Regions from separate parts of the Rattus norvegicus genome. Here region 2 is linked to region 1. The links are chromatin contacts, called in public HiChIP or PLAC-seq maps. All regions are on one chromosome and are shown on one strand. Each heading gives the region's core, a stretch centred on a gene start, on an enhancer-like site or on the middle of the called end of the contact. The rest is flanking DNA. Distances are from core to core; before and after follow the strand shown.

The links. HiChIP or PLAC-seq counts read pairs in DNA pulled down with a chosen protein or histone mark.
Region 2: an H3K27ac HiChIP or PLAC-seq map of oligodendrocytes shows a contact between it and region 1, with 6 times the contacts expected there. The contact joins two enhancer-like sites. A contact is called at or near these places in 3 of 12 Hi-C or Micro-C datasets (the A7r5 cell line, Schwann cells and prefrontal cortex) and 1 of 1 datasets of contacts at active chromatin or transcription factors (oligodendrocytes).

What each region holds. Positions count from the first base shown.
Region 1 is chr18:35,252,757-35,255,456 of GRCr8, forward strand. It overlaps a transcript of Ppp2r2b not described here. Among named protein-coding and RNA genes, the nearest start is that of Ppp2r2b, 89 kb to the left of the region's middle. Within about 2 kb of position 1,390, at least 15 of the 93 cell types and tissues checked have an H3K27ac peak or open chromatin away from gene starts, as enhancers often do.
Region 2 is chr18:35,482,791-35,485,490 of GRCr8, forward strand. No RefSeq gene overlaps it. Among named protein-coding and RNA genes, the nearest start is that of Stk32a, 26 kb to the right of the region's middle. Within about 2 kb of position 1,376, at least 1 of the 93 cell types and tissues checked has an H3K27ac peak or open chromatin away from gene starts, as enhancers often do.

The DNA.
Region 1 (2,700 bases), core at 140-2,639:
ATCTGGCCATCTGGTCTTATAAAGAAGACAGCCGTTACACTATGGTGGTTGTGTCTGGGTTCGCTTTCTTAATTTGGAGTCATGTTCAGGTAGATATGTGGGGATTTCTGCTGGCAAGGAGACTTTCAAATGGATGCAGAGATAAAACTGGTCTTTCCTTTAGGATTGGCGATGGCCAGGTAATTTGACCCAAAGATAGCCTTCACCTCGTCTTAGATATCTTTACAGACGAAGCCTATGATCGTGTGAGTTATTTACTTATGTTTTCAGGTGAGTGTGTGTGTGTGTGTGTGTGTGTGTGTGTGTGTGTGTGTGTCCTCTATCCCTAACTAGGATGGAAGGAAGCTTTCTTTCAGAGTGCAAAGCTGAGCAGCCTCTCCCTTTAGGTCTATCTCACACTCATTACAGGTCTGCCTGGCCATACTAGGTGATCAAAACATATTTAGCCAGTAGAAAACGTTAATGATGGCAATGGCCAGAAGCACAGCTATTCGTCCTAATTTTCCAGGTGTATAATTGCATATATCACCTCCTTTAATCTTTGTAGTCACCTGGGTTGGTAAGGGTAATGTCACTGCCTTTTAGGATCAGAGATGTCTAGATCCCAGAAGCAATTTTCTTAGGCCAACAATCACAGTTCCTCTTTGTCAGAATTACACCTCCAGGACTCATTCGACCCTGTCTCTTATAATAGTCACAAAACACCCATTGTACAGATCTGAAAGCAATTCCCCTAAGACACTCCACTCAGGCTTAAAATCTCTCTGGGTTTGAAGGGCTCTGGTCCCTTCCCTGTAGTACATAGGTTTGGACATGAGAATGAACATGAATATTTTACATTTCTGTCCTATAAATCCAGACGAGTTTTGTCAGAGCTTCTGAGAGAAACTTGCTTTCAGGAGAAGTCTAAGCTGGATTTCCTGTAGTCATGTTTCTCTTGACTGTTAGCTGTCTCGAGTGCCTTGACATCAAATGTAAGCACTGTGTGATTCACTGAGGTACTGTGGTGTAGGCATTGATGGCAGTCATTAATGTTAGCATAGCCCAATACAACCTTTCCCATTTCTACCATCTCTGTAGCAAGGAACCCTGGCTCTGAGAGGCTAAATAACTTCCCCATGGTAACCCAGATCAAAATCTGAGTCCTGGTTTGAGCAATTGTAGGTAGCTGGCCTCCAAGATACACTCTCAAACTCTGGCACTCCATTAGTAAACAAGTCCTGTTTATTCCCTTGGCTGCCCTAGGAAAAAAATCTCCAGGTATGGTAACAGCACTTCCCAGAATTATGCAGCTTAGAAACTGCACCATGGTTGGTACTCATGGGGATGCAGGGCATCCTGCAGCTAGCATCCCTTCCCTCTGTGTTTGCAGTCTCAGCCTACGGCTACTCTTCAATTAGTTTCCATCTGTAGGAACAGCAATTCCCTATGGGAACACGGGCCAAAAAGAGAGACCAGCTCAGCCAAGAGCCAAAAATATCTTCACTGCAGCAAGTAAGCTAGCGATGGAGAAGAGAAAAAAAATTTCCCTTTGATTCCTTGGACCTTTCCCAAAGGCAGCCCACTCAGCTTATGTAAGGAACACATACCACTGAGGGATGCAAGTGTGGCCTCAGGAATCTAGGATAACCCTACCAGTTACATAGTAATTAAGTTATTTGGGGGCCACCCGCATGCCTTTTGGGAAAGTTGCCTCTGTGTGCATATTAAATTGCACGACCCAGATCACCAGATCTGAGCAAAGGGGCCATCATCCAAAGATAGTGGCAAAGTCATTCCAAGAGGAACAGTTCAGACAACTCCCTTCTTGCTTAAACTCTTCCTTTGAAACACCAGGCAACAATATTCGAAGGGAATTCTGTGTCTCATCATATTAACTCACACATACTTCAGTATATGCACGCACCTCTGTATTCAGACATTTTGAATAAATATCTAGCAACAAGAACTCAGTCTATTTCAGGTTGTCACCAGAGGTTGGGACATCAAAATGAGTTAGACAAGGGATGCATTGGTGGTTGGTGAAATACAGGTGCTCAGGGTTGTGCTGAATGAATGCTGAATGACACCTCCCCATTTTAATGTGTAAGACAAAAAAGAAAGTGTAGAGACAGGCCAATGACATTTGTCAATGACTCCAATAACTTGTCAAATGAGATGATTGTGTCAGCACGGAAGGACCAGACTCAACCATTTCTGGAGGAATTCAGACACAATGGCACATCTCTGAGTTTAATCTTCATTATTTATGTCCCTCCATTAGTATTTTAAATCTACACAAACAAAACAGTAAATCAAACACTGGTTTTCAGTGTTTGCCAATTTTCAGAAACACACACTCTGGCCAACTTTAAAGTCACTGGGTGTGGTGTTTGACGAGATGCAGAATACAAATATCTAGGGTCCCTAGAGCATAACTAACACTGACTGTAGCAGTTAGAAAAGGATGTGTTTCTGGCACTTACTTTTTGCTTTAAATACAGTTAACCTTGGGTTCTGTACTCTGATTTTAGACAATACTGTGATGAACAGCCGCCTTGCAGCAATTCCAGATTCCAGAAGGTGACACTGGTCAACTCCAGAGACATCCACACCTGAAAGACTCCAATTTGAGCTGAGAAAGAACTGTCTGTGTGTGAGACACTTTGTAAGAAGGACTATTAAAACACTGGGGAGCATTAAAGGTAGGTTAAGTTTGGT
Region 2 (2,700 bases), core at 126-2,625, 230 kb after region 1:
TATGGCCTCAGATCTTTCTGTTTTCAATAGAAAGCTCCTGGTAAATCAAGTCATGTTGGCCCACATTGCACAAAGCATCATGAATGGAAATCACCATCATACCTTTGCTGTGAGTGACAGTTTAATTTCTGTAAAATGAGACCCACTTCCTTCACTAAATTTTGTCCATTTGTATTTTGTCTGTTTTCTTTGTTAAATTTTCAACCATATTTTGGTTTTACAGTTTTATATGGGTTGTAAAAATGAAAACCTACCTAGATTTCTGTTTATACTTCTATCTAGTAAGCAACCCAATAATAATAATAATAATAATAATAATAATAATAATAATAAAGAAAGCAAGGCTATGGTAGTATTACTTTTTTTCTGAGAACGTGGCATCATGCTATACTGTTTCCCTGAGTCAGTGAGTGTAATGGAAACGCTTGTGTTTGGGGTTCTAAAGTTGCACCATACTTGAGATAGGGTCTCGACTTTAATTCTTCTTAATTGTTTTGTGTTGGCCAAGTCATCCCCAGTCTCAAGGCTAAGTATAATCTGTTGGGTGGAAGAAATAGGGCTTCTGTAGAAAACGAAAAATACAAGGAGCACACAGTACTTAGCACCATGGCAGGACTGAGGTCACTAAGCACAGAGTAATAGAACATGTGAAGTTAGTCCATGTGCAGTAAGTGGATCAGTGTGTGATGGTTACAGGCTTTGTTTGCTGTGGTTCTGCACTGAGAACTTAACAAGATTGAGATGATTTATTTCCTGTATAACAGAACCTGTCATTCTTGAGATGGGAGGGGAAATCACTGTGATTTACAGGCAGCCTTTCAATTTCTTAGAACATGGTCCTTTATTTTAAAGAGTAAGCTTTGCAGATCTGGGATAGCTTCCAACTGGGCAATTAGATTGCTTTCCCAGAATTCACATCTTATTTCCAGCTAAATGCATTATTGTCAGGCCCATCTTCTCTTTTTATATATCTGAAGACCAGAACAAAGGAAATCTACTACAGAGATTGCTCTATTTCACCAAGGACGGAGCATTCTATTGACCAGTGGTTTGGCAAGTCACTTGGAATACTTTCTGAGGAAGAAAGAGAATATTTATAAGAAAGTATATGATTTCAAATACTATGAGTATTTATTTGAGATTTGATGAAGTTTTAAATAATTATGGGATAGCATTAGCCTCTCAAGTGTGAGAGTCTATCTTAACTGAAACAAATTTGTCCACTTACAGCCAGTGCTGTTCCACTGAAACAGTATGACTCTTAAAGCCAATAGACAGCTATTTGGATCTATCTTGCCTACTCTTGAGAGTTTATCTTTCTTTAGAAGTCTTAGGGATGTAGTTTCCATTTGGGATGAATTAAACTTTTGGGTTATGGTGGAAATAAACCTATTTTATAGTGAGTGGGGAGCGTTCACTGATGGAGATGACCACGGATGCTCTGTGTTATTGGGGAGTTGAAGCAAAGAGAAAAGCAGCTTTTTCTATGAGTAACCAAGAAAGAAGATCCTAGCCAGAAGGGTGGGCATGTGAAAAGCATTGGTCAGATAAGGACTTGGGAAGAACCAAGGATGGGTAAGCAGCTCAGGGTAACTGAAGTGCATTAAGCAATGAAGAAATTGGGAGACATCTCAGTGAGCTAGATCACATCAAACCACATCTCAGTGAGTTAGACCACATCAAGTTGCATAAACCATTGTGGTGAGTTTGGTATGCATTCCAAAAACAGGCAATCACCAAAGGACTGTTAACAATCAAGTTTATATTTTTATGATATGATTTATACTTTTATGAACTGGTCGCTATGTGGGAAATATAGTGTAAATTATGAAGGTGAACGTCTTAGTCATTTCCTGCTGCTGTAACAAAATGCTTTAGACTTTGGAAATTATAAACCATAGACACTCATTTCTTATAGGGATTGGGCATCTGTAAGACCAAGTCTGGTGAGGGTGAGGTCTTGGCTTCCTAGATGATCCTTGGAGCCTTCTTCTGTGAGGAAGGAGGTGGGTGTAAGCATACGGGGTTAAAGGAATCTAAAATCTCTCTCCTCTTGGTGGGAGCAAACCGCTCATAGGATAACCTCCTCACTCAAAGTTCCCTCTCACCATTAGCAGGATGAGATTAAGTTGCAACATGAGTTAGAGCACTATAGAAATTATTTAATTTCAAGCAGGGGTTTCTACCCTGCCTTTGTTCATTCAGTTCCCAGATAAAAGAGACACAACTTTTATATTTGTAATAAGCCTTAATCACTAGAGCTGGGCACATATCTACCCGCTAAGCTATTGGAATCTACTTCCTCATCAATAAGCCTGAGTTATAAGTTGCTGTATTCTATGTGCACCCGGTTATAAAGAAAAATGAAATCTTGATATTTTCATGGGAAAATATGGAACTGGAGATCAGTGTATTAAGTGGACTGGATCAAAATAAAAAGACAAATATCAATGTTTTCTCCCATATGTAAGATTTAGATTTCTCTGTGCATGTTATGGGTGCAGTGCGTGTGCGTGTGCGTGAGCGCGCGCGCGCGCGTGTGTGTGTGTGTGTGTGTGTGTGTGTGTGTGTGTATGTTTTCCATGAACAGCTTTTAAAACATTACTTCCAGAGTCATCTGCCCCATTCACAATGGGTTTTACCTTAGATGTTTCTCCTTGATTTTTATATGTAGAAATAATTTGTTTTTATTTAAAATTA